2 separate regions of the Mus musculus genome follow, and region 1 is linked to region 2. Evidence: chromatin contacts called from public HiChIP or PLAC-seq data. All regions are on one chromosome and are shown on one strand. Each heading gives the region's core, a stretch centred on a gene start, on an enhancer-like site or on the middle of the called end of the contact. The rest is flanking DNA. Distances are from core to core; before and after follow the strand shown.

Region 1 (5,489 bases), core at 1,433-3,932, 120 kb before region 2:
CCTCAGGTTCCCCCAACTTGTGTTTAGTCAAGTCCATACTGTCACTGGAGACGACCCAAGCAGCTAAAGGCATCTTAGCAGATCTAATTCAAGACGGAGAAACAGCTGGCCTGGGGTAGCACATGCCTTTAATCCTAGCACTCAGGAGCCAGAGGCAAGCAGATTTCTGAGTCTGAGGCTAGCCTGGTCTACAGAGGGAGTTCCAGGACAGCCAGAGACACACAGTCAGACGATGTCAAGTAAACAAACAAAAACAGAGCCAAATTTTGCTCCACACCTTATTTAAAAGCACAGAAGCAGTGTCTAGGGGGCTTATGGTGTTCCCTTTCTGTTCATCCGCCCTTGTATCACAGCTGCAAGAAATCTCAGATGTGATAGACTGCAGATCTCGACCCTGTGATTCTTTTTAAAATTTTATGTGTATGAGTATTTTGCCTGCATGTATATATGTGCACCATATGTGTGCCCCGTGCCCACAGGAGCCAGAAGAGGAAATCAGAGCCCCTAGGAGTTGCCCCATAGCTGGTTGTTAGTAACCATGCGGGTGTTTGGAAGTGAACCTGCATCCTCTTGCAAGAGCAGTCAGTGCTCTTAACTGCTGAGACATCTCTAAAACCTCCAAGTTGTTTTGTTTTGTTCTGAGACAGGGTGTCTCTGTGTAGCCCTGGCTGGCTGTCCTGGAACTCACTCTGTAGACCAGGTTGGCCTCAAACTTAGAGATCTGTCTCCCTCTGCTTTCAGAGTGCTGTGATTAAGGGGGTGTGCCACTAACCTACCTGCAGAAATTCTTTTGTTGATGGAGAAACAGACTTCCCGGGAGGAGCTATCAGGCAACACCAGAGACTACACAGCGAGACCCTGTCTCAAAACAAAACAACTACATTGCTTTAAGAAGTAAACCTGCTCTGCTCTTTTTTTTTTCCTGCTCTGCTCTTACTAGTCTCTTGACTCTGCTATCACAGTGTGAGAATGGTCTTTCCCAAAGTGTGTCTGTGGGTGTGCGGGCAGGTTGGTGGGAACAAGAAGCTGAGAGGTCATCTTCAGCCGCAGACATACGGCAGAGAGAGCAAACTGAAAGTAGACTGAGGCGAGGAACTCTAATCTTGTCTCCAGCGATGTACTTCCTCTTTCTGCAAGGCTGCACAACCTCCCCAAATAAGGAGCCTAAGGGAGCCGTCTCGGACTCATTTTAATACTCTCCTTCCTGTCCTGAACCATATTAGTATTCTTTCAGGAACAAACATACAGACAAGTAGGCTGTGGTGAGAAAAATCTTTTTTGTTTTGTTTTTGTTTTTTGAGACAGGGTTTCTCTGTGTAGCCCTGTGGAACTCACTTTGTAGAACAGGCTGGCCTTGAACTCAGAAATCCGCCTGCCTCTGCCTCCTGAGTGCTGGGATTAAAGGCGTGCGCCACCACGCCCAGCATGAAAAAATCTTATTTTTATAAAAGAGGATTCACAAGACAATTCTGGGTGATCTTTTAGTGATGTTTATCATTACTCTGGAACTCCAGGAAGTATTTAGCTTCTACAATTACCACAAATGCAGCAAATGCTCCTTTGAATCTGTTATAGAAATGATAAGCCTTCCCAGTGAGAAAGCATCCTGCACATTTGGAGGATAATAAAGGAAAAAGGTCTGGCACAGCTGGCTCTGGCTAATGCTCGGTAGGGCCAGCCTTGAATACATTTTGATAACTTAGAGACACCTTAGGCTTATTTTCTCCAAATATGAGGTTATCCTCAAATTTGTAATTTAGGTCCCAACCCTGGGTTACATTTAGTACAACTTAAACAGAGACAGAAGGCTGAAAATCTGGTCAATAGGTCACTCCTATTTGCCTGGTCATTTAGGCATCAGTTATTGCCAGAATTATTTTAAGTGCACCAGTGTTGTACTTTTTCAAATAGTTGTTACCTGGGGTCATCTTACCCATTTGGCAGAATTATGTTTCTCTCAAGAAAAGAACTGGGCTTTATTGTAGATCAGGACTTAACATTGCTTGTGACCCTATACTATTCCCTTGAGCTGCCTGTTAAGAGAAGTATTCTACCGTATCTAATGGCTGGTCAATACTGGTGAACCAACATTAACATCTTAGGCATCATAAACTTTATTTCTAACAGGCCTGGCTAGCATACTGTTTATTTTTTGGGTGTCTTGGAGGCAGTGTTCCTTTGGCTAAATTCTATTTTGTGTAATTTAATCTCTCTCTCTCTCTACTTTTTATTTTTGTTTTTTTCGAGACAGGGTTTCTCTGTGTAGCCTTGGCTGTTCTGGAACTCACTCTGTAGACCAGGCTGGCCTCGAACTCAGAATCTGCCTGCCGCTGCCTCCCAAGTGCTGGGATTAAAGGGGTGCGCCACCACTGCCAGGCTCCTTTGGTTTTATTAAAGACAGGCTTTGTCTGTACAGCCCTGGCTTCGGGAACTCTCTTTGTAGACCAGGCTGGCCTCGAACTGCCTCTTCTCTTCCGAGTGCTTGAATTAACGGCACGTTACCCACCACTGGCCGGACAGGCTACAGCCCTCTTGGGAAGTAGCCATCCTCTTCCGCGTTTAGTCTTCCCCGCGGTTTCGCTGGCTTTTTAAGGAAGCCGCCGGGAGCCCGCCCTGGCCCCGCCCACTCCCATAATGCCCCTCGCAGTCTCATATAGGTGGCAGTTGAAGTACGTGCTACAGTGCGGCGCGCGCTCCCGGGTGCGCACGCTCAGAGAGCGGCCTCTGTTTCTGGCGGCGGCGAGCGGAAGTCCTTGGGAGCGCCAGTTCCGTCTGTGTGTTCGAGTGGACAAAATGGCGAAGATCGCCAAGACTCACGAAGGTAAGCGGCCTTTCCCTTCCCACGCGCGACCTCGGCAGCCAGCCAGCCGCGGCCCTCTCTCCTGGCTTTCTGCGTCTTCGCGTGGCATCTCTGGTCTCGACCGAGGCCGCGCGGCGAGGCCTGCTCGGCTCGTCGGCGCAGGCCGCTGCCCGCGTAATGGCGTCCTCTCGCACTCCGGGACCGGCGCTTTGTTCCGCGCTGGCTGTTGGTGCTTCCGAGTTCTCTTGTTCTGACCGGAGAGCCTCGCTCGAGCGGCTTGCCCCGGGGGACTCCCGGGGAGGGAGCGGGGAGGCGGACGTGGGAGGCCGACTTTCTCGCCCCCCGGGCGCTATCGTCGGCAGTTCGTACCTGGAAAGCCCTGAATGACGGCAGCCGCTTTCGGGCCGCTCCTAACGGAGGCCGCTTCAGCGCAGGCCTGCCAATCCCAGCCTTCGCGATACAGGCATCTCCAAGGCGGCTGGATCGTGTTGTGGTGCTTGCACTAAATGATTCCGGCAGAAAATCTGGTAGTTTACTCCTTTAATCACTTGTGTCCTGGTGTTCTATCTTTTTCCCTTTGAGAGCTAGGTGTTGGAGAATCAGGAGGAAGAGAGAAGGAAAGGCAGATTTGACCAGTTGCCAAAGTTTTCTGGGTAGTCGCTTATTTTATGCTGCACAAGAGTAAACAGAGCTAGAAACATGTTGAGAAGCAACCAGATTCCATAAGGAAAGTAACCAGAGAAGACGGGAAGGAATTTGAGTCTGAGAGACAGAATCCCTGTTTCTTGGCTCCCGGTTAAGAAGCCAAAATTTACGCTGACACTAAGTCACTAAACCCGTCCTTTCTAAGTGTGTGTCTCGGTGTTAGAGAGAGGTAACAAGCTAAGGATGTCAGAAATTTGACAGTTTGATGTGGAAGCAGATGTGTGAATATTCTCTTAGAAAATCAAAGGAATGTGTACAGAGAAGTAAAGCCAGTACTTTCTGAGAAGCTGGGTAACGGAGCCATTAATTTATGCTTAGTTATTTTTGGGAGGTGGTGACGCGGCGCTGATAAAAAAGGATCAATCAGTTTTAAATTAGGGGAGGATGTCTGAGCCGGAGGGAACATCTTGTACCATGCAGTGAGTGTCGCTGTGGTAGGATAGAGGAGGGTGTAAGGAGGGAATTCCGATGCGAATCTAAAGAGATGGTTTAGGACCAATAGCTGGGACATTTGAGGAACTGAAAATACTAACACTTTTGAAAGCCAGAAATGTCCCTGCATTAACTAGTCTTTTGTCTTTAAACATGAAAGTACAACACATGTTTTTGTTTTCTTTTTTGAGATAGTCTTACTATGTAATTCCGGTTGCCCTGAAACTTCCTGAATAGAGGAGACTGGGTCCCACTTCAAAGAAACTCATCCTCCTGCCTCTGCTTCCCAAGTGCTGGGTAAAAGGCCTGTGCCTGGTTAGCCCAACACTTTTTTTAAAAAAAAAGATTTATGTGAATACACTCTGTCACTGTCTTCAGACACACCAGAAGAGGGCGTCAGATCCTATTACAGATGGTTGTGAGCCATCTGTAATTGAATTGAACTGAGGACCTCTGGAAGAGCAGTCCAGCCCCTAGCCCAACACTTTTTAAAGCCAGAAATGTTTTTGGCCTCATTATTTATCTTTAGACTACTTCAGATATTGTTTGTAAAATAATTAGGAAATTGAATCGTGTCGCTGTTTTGTTCAGTCAGTGGTAGGTTATTTATTTTAATTGTTTTCCATTGTGGGGAACCAGTGAAATTATTGGACTTCCAGAGCATGGGGGAGGGGAAGTGCTTACTGAAGGAAAGCATGGTTTACTCCTTACTGGCTTCCTTATAGCTGCATAGGTAGAGTCCCATACCCTAATAGGTTATTGATTTATGGAGATTTATGGATATTTTGTAGCTTTGATTGTTGGCTTATTGATATCTTCAATGTAGCATACTCCCAGTTGGATAAATGCAAAGTTTATTTTATGTGCATTAATATTTTTGCCTGCATGTAACGTCTGTCTGAAGGTGTCAGATTCCCTGGAATTGGATTAAAGGACAGTTGTAAGATGCCACATGGGTGCTGGGAACTGAACCTAGGTCTTCTGGAAGAGCAGCCACTGCTCTCAGCTGCAGAGCCATCTTTCTGGCCCTGGTAAATGTAAAGTTTAGGGTCCTTTCCTCTTTCCTTTCCCCTTCCCTTCCCTTCCCTTCCCCCTCCCTCCTCCTTTCCTTTCCTTTTTCATTGTAGAAGCCCAGCTAAACTTGTTTTCAAAAATTGCAATTGCTTTTTTTTTTTTTTTTTTTTTGGTTTTCGAGACAGGGTTTCTCTGTGTAGCCCTGGCTGTCCTGGAACTCACTTTGTAGACCAGGCTGGCCTCGAGCTCAGAAAATCCGCCTGCCTCTGCCTTCCGAGTGCTGAGTTTCGATTTTTTTTTTGTAAAAATTGCTATTTTATTTAGGATTATTTTATTATTGAATTAATAAAAAATATTATAGAAGTATGTCACAATTTGGTATAAGGTCCCTCAGTATAAATCTTTATTGTCTTAGTCTTTTTTTGTTGTTGTGTTGTTGCTACGTTTGTTTGTTTTGAGACAGAGTTTCTCTCTGTAGCTCTGTCCTGGAATTTGCTCTGTTTATCAGTCTGGCCTAGAACTTTTTTTTTTTTTTTTA
Region 2 (5,611 bases), core at 2,076-4,575:
ATGTTACCATTTCTCCAGCTCCAGGAAATGTTATTCTGTTCATCACTCTCTGTTTTCTGAGGATTTTTATTTTATCTGTGTCTATGTTTGAAACGGTTCATATATGTGTAGATGTGTGATGGTGTGTGTATATGCACAGACATCAGAGGTTGAGGTCTTTCTCAATTGTGGTGTCTCCACCTTATTTACTTATTCACTTACTTATGTGCAGTTTGTGTGCAAGATGCCTGTGTGTGGGCACACATGTTACAGTGCACGTGTAGAGGGCAGAGGATAACTTTGTGGAGTTCGTTTTCTCCTTCCATTTTTACTTGGGGGGGAGGGGGCTCCAGGAACCTGGCTCAGGTTGCCAGATTTGTGCAGCAAACGTCTTTATTATTCGTATTTTTCCTGAGGCAGTCTCTTTTCTGTGACGCTATGGCTGGCCTGGAGCGTACTATGTAAATCAGGCTGGCATTGAATCACAGAAGTCTTACCTCTGACCCCCATGTGCTGGTTTTAAAAACCCGTGCCCACCACATGTAGCTTGACCTTATTTTTAAAGACAGGGTTTCCCATTAAATCTTGAAGAGTATTGCTTGGCTAGCCTAGTGGCCTGCCAGTAAGCCCTGGAGCTCCTTCTGTCTCCCTGCCCCACCCAGCACTGAGGCTGCAGGTGTGCTCTTACACCTTTTAAGTACGTGTAAGGGATGGATCTGTCTTCGGTCTCATGCTTGCCCAGCAAGCATGCTTTGGACTGAGTCACCTCCTCAGATCTTCTGAGGATTTCAGACAGGCTTTCTCAGAGGCCGCTTTTAAAAGACTTACACAGGAAATCATGGTCAGTGGGGGCTCTGAGTTTCAAGCTTTTAGCTCAGTTGGTCTCTAAAGAGGCTGTCCTGGGTAGACTGAGGAGGCAAGCCAAGAACATCTCAGTGGAGCATTTTCACCTCCATCCCCAGCCTCTGCCAGAGTTTTATAAACTGTGTATCCCCTGAAAGTCTTTTTAGTTGGACCTCTAAAGATTTTCATCATAAAGTTGGAAAGATACAAAGGATGTAATTTTTGACACAATGTAAATATTGATTTTAAAAGTGAAAACGTATCGTTGTTTAAATTGTATGGAGTGGAGTGGAATCTAAACACTATTGTGGTTTGATGTGCCTGTCAGTAGTTGTGCCTGTCAGTAGTCCAAATTTTATAGTGTTTCTTTTTCCCCTTGAATTTTTTTCAAATGTAGTGCTTTTGTGTGTATGTGCATGGGACAGCCTGGACTGGCCTGGAACCTGTCATCTTCCTGAGCTAGCTTCCTGGGTGTTGGGATTAGAAGCATGGACCACAATACTGGATGGGATGCATTTTTGTAAAATAATTTTAAAAATTAGATTATAATTGCATCATGTTCCTCTTCCTTTTCCTTCCTTCAAATCCTCCAAGTACCTGCTCTTATTCATGTTGTGATGCATGTAAAATGATTGTGATAAATTTTAGTATTATGTTTGTAATGATTATTAACAACATATCAATGCATATCTTAAATATTGGGTTAAGTACTCATAGAGCATAAAAAGTAAGATATTCCTATTTAGAATAAATTTCATGATCTAGGAGTTAGGAAATTATTTACTGACCATTATTCACCAGTGTTTAGAATAAAATAGACAATATGCAATTGTATAATATTACCATACTATGAAGTATTTTCATGGCTTCTGTTGAACCAGAAACCCAAATATTAAAAGGATGGGGCAATGAATGAGTTGTGGCTAAAGAAAAAGCGCTCAGGTCAATGATTTGTCACATTTTGTTGGACACAGCCAGAGTCAGCTGTGGGCTCCAACATCAGAAATCCGCCTGCCTCTGCCTCTCGAGTGCAGTTCTGGGATTAAAGGCGTGCGCCACCACACCCGGCAAAGGGTAGCTTTTTACAGAGCGTAATTAATTAATGTAACGAAGTCACTGAGATTACTAGGTAGATTATTGTCTTGTGGGTTCAGTTTGATCTGGGTGTGCTGTGCAGCTCACAGTCATCTTGAAGTCATGATCTCTGCTTTCATTGTGATTGTGAGTGTGCACCACCACACTTGGCACTAAAGTAACTTTAAAAAGATACCACATTTCTATGTGCAACTGTTTTAGGAACAGTGAATAGACAGAGGAAAGTCTGGGAGCCGTGTCAGGTGTGACAGCTTTTTGGTCTATCTGGCAAGAGTAGGATTTGGAGTCTGGCATGGGAGGGTTTCTGACTTTTAACATGTTTGAGTGTGGTCTGAGGGGCTATGGTGCACCGTGGCAGGGAAAGCATGTGGCCATCTCGTGAAGTGGCATGAATTTGTGAGATGTTCATGCTGACTAGTGGTTGACCCGAGTGGGTAACTGGGTTTATCTATGAAGTGATCATGGTCTCCCTAGGTGGCTTTTACTTTTCCAGTGACCAAGTTTAGCAGTGCCATCTGACTCCAAAATGTCATCTGTGAGGGGTCACGTGATGACCAGAAATATTGTTGCTCAAGGCTTCCACACTCTGTCCCTCCATCTCCATATAAGCTGTTCTGACAGATCTTAAACCATGGAGTCAGCTCGAGCTCTGTTTCTCTGAGAGCTGCAGTTTGGGCACAGGTAACTGAAACCAGATGTGCCGAGCGAGCGAGCGAGCAAGCACGGGCTGGGCTGTGGCTTTTCTTGCAGAGCATTTGGTGGCTGGGGGGAGGGAGGGAGACGGCTTTTTAACGAACCCTTTGTGCTTTTGTTAGATGCGCGCTTTCCACATCTCAGCTGCATTTGCCCTTGTTGTACCCGAACCCCTTTTGGTATGGATTATTGGTGGACAGGGAGGAGTGAGTATCTGATTTCTCCCATACTAATCTGTCTCCTTTGCCTGTTTCCCGAGTGTACACTGCACTTGGCCTTCTGGGGCCCAAGTTGATTTTTCTCACCTGGCAATTACTTGCTTGGTGGCCAGTTAATGGAGGCCCCTGAAACCCACTAAGGGACTTGGGGTTTGCGTTGTGATTGAGAAGCCGAGGAGACTTCAGGTATGTGTGTGTTTGTGTGCGTATGTGCACAGTGTGTTTTAGGACTCAGAGTCTCACTGGACGTAGAGAATGAATGGCCTCTTAGGCTTTCTTCCAATTCCATCTGACCATTTTGGTGCTCCAGTGGGTTCCCTGGCATTTAGTACGATCACCCACGGGCTTGTTCCTTAGAGGGGGATGTGCTGTCATTTTTTTTTCTTCCTCTTATAATCCCCAGGGACAATATTTTATCAGTCTCTGAAATGTGGGCAGCATGAGGGATATGCAATCTGCTCTCCAGTACAGCCCTGCTGAGCTCAGCCCTGCAATCATGTGGTTCTGAAATACTACCAGCCTGAAACCATAAGAAAGCCTCCGCTTCGCCTGACGTACTCATACTGCTTGACATGAGAAGCTGACATTTTGAAGGCTGTGGAGAAAACAGAATTGCTGACTGCACAAAATGCACATGAGAACTGCATGTGGGCAGGGGCTCTTTCCTTAGCATCGGTGGCGTTCTTCAATGTCCGCTCCATCTTGCAGCACCTGTATCTGCTCTAAACGTTCCCAAGGTCGAAGGTCTCTACCTAGGAGATTTGATCCACTTGCTGGTTGGTGACCTACATATCCGCTCAGGGAAGAGAAGATGGGTAGAGGGGTCCTCAGGGCAATTAAAACTGAGACCATGGCTGTGGCCTGAGTGTGAGGAGAGCCCCTCTTCCCTTTATAGAGATAGGAAATAAGTTCGGATCTATCTGGGTGCCCATTCTGAATGCAGACAGAGCATGGTGCAGAATTGGTGTGTTTTATCATCATTGCCACTCACCACTGATTATTTTTGTATTTCTCTACTGGCTCTCGGAGTCTTAGTGCTTTACACCTTAGTGCACCTAGCCCCTTAGCACCAGCCGCTGCTTTGCTTCCAGCCTTGTTTCTGCCCGGCTCTGCCCGGCCCCCTTCCCACCAGTCCCGGGCTCATTGCTGCAGTCACTTGCTGTTAGGCTGCCCGGGAGTCTGTTGATTAAGTAGGAACTGGTCAAGTACAAGCTGCTTTGAGCTGTTGTTTGGTTAGTGGAAGCCAGGAACATCCGGGTGCTGAGCCACTTCATGTTTTGCTGCAAGCTCCACTAAGGCACTGCCCCTGTGATTCATGGCTCCTTATCTATTTGGTGAGAGCAGAATACTTACACCTGTCCTCGAGTCTTCCCAGCCATATGTGAAAAAAAAAAAACCCTCATTACTGGTGATTTCAGGTTATAACCCTGAATGTGTACTCTTGACAAGGCTAGTGCTACCTGTGTAAAAACCCTCCCAGTGCTGGGGGTGTCTCCAAAATCAAGTGCAAGTGTTTGGGGAGATACCTAACATCAACTTAACCTCCATGTGGACCTGCGTGCGTTCATGCGTGTGCACACACACGCACAGCAAAACAAATCTAATGCTAATAAAAGAAATATGAAAAGGATTTATAGGAAAATAGTACATCAGTGCATATAGCCACATTGAAGACATGAGATGATCATATTTTTAGTCTTATAATAAATTAATCGAATCTGAGAAATACCCATCAAAACTTTTTATATAACTTTAGAAATAAGAGGCCGGGGTTGAAGTATGGCTCAGTGGGAAGGCTCACCATTCACACTCGTGAGGTCCTGGGTTTGATCTTAACCACCACAAAGGGAGGGTACTAAATAAGCCTTATCTTTCTAATCCCTAGACTATGTGGACTTTCAGTGTAGACTCATGCGGGTTTTTTTGTAGAGGTGATTTGTTATCTGTGAGCAACATTCCTGTAAAAGCTAGGATTTCCAGAGCTAGTAAAAAACTTGGAACTTTGAATAGAATAAAATGCACTCTCTCATTTAGGGTTATCAGATTCATATAAAATTCAGTGTATTTACAGTGGAAGCTTCAGGAATGGGAGCCATGGCTCCTCTGTCCACACTGCCTTGCAGAAGACCTGGACTTAATTCCTAGCATCCATCCAGGCTCACGACTGCACATAACTGACTTCAGGGGGAATCCAATGTTTCTGGCCTCTGGAGGGGTTCCACATGTACATACCACCCCACAGTCCCACCCACATACATGCAATAAAAAATAATGAGCTAAGTTAAGATGTTTCTTGTTTTTTACTTCATGGACTGGAGAGATGGTTCAGTGGTTAAGAGCACTGGCTGTTCTTCAGAGGACCTGGGATCAGTTCCCAGTGCTCGAGTTCTGGGAAATCCAACACCCTCTTTGGCCTCTGTAGACACCAAGCACAAATATGGTACATATACATCCAAGCAGGCAAACATTCACACACATAAAATAAAAATAAATACTTCAAAATATTTGCTTATTTCACATCCCAACTGTAGTTTTCCCTCTCTCCTCTCTTCCCACGTTCTCCCCTCCCTCTCCCTCCATCCACTTCTCTTTCCTTTCTCTTCAGAAAAAAAGATCTGTCTCTATGGGTACCACCCAGCCATGACACATCAAGCTGCAGTAAGACTAGGTACCTCCTTTTCTATTGAGGCTAGTCACACCAACCCAGTAGGGGAAGGGCAGGCAGCAGAGTCAGAGACAGCTCCTGCTCCCTCTGTTAGGAGCCCCACAAGAAGTCCAAGTTT

The links. HiChIP or PLAC-seq counts read pairs in DNA pulled down with a chosen protein or histone mark.
Region 1: an H3K4me3 HiChIP or PLAC-seq map of the SCID.adh cell line shows a contact between it and region 2, with 17 read pairs. The contact joins the promoter of Sf3b1 here to the enhancer-like site in region 2. A contact is called at or near these places in 1 of 39 promoter capture datasets (pre-B cells), 3 of 115 datasets of contacts at active chromatin or transcription factors (the SCID.adh cell line, embryonic stem cells and microglia) and 2 of 9 other capture datasets (adipose tissue and pancreatic islet).

What each region holds. Positions count from the first base shown.
Region 1 is chr1:55,024,671-55,030,159 of GRCm38.p6, reverse strand. Sf3b1 (splicing factor 3b, subunit 1) reads left to right here and starts at 2,682. Exons shown (of 25, transcript NM_031179.2): 1 at 2,682-2,821. The coding sequence starts at 2,794.
Region 2 is chr1:54,904,290-54,909,900 of GRCm38.p6, reverse strand. The region is part of intron 1 of Ankrd44 (ankyrin repeat domain 44); the gene reads left to right. Among named protein-coding and RNA genes, the nearest start is that of Ankrd44, 19 kb to the left of the region's middle. Within about 2 kb of position 3,325, at least 78 of the 459 cell types and tissues checked have an H3K27ac peak or open chromatin away from gene starts, as enhancers often do. A contact at or near this core is called in the SCID.adh cell line, pancreatic islet and pre-B cells, where this site is marked.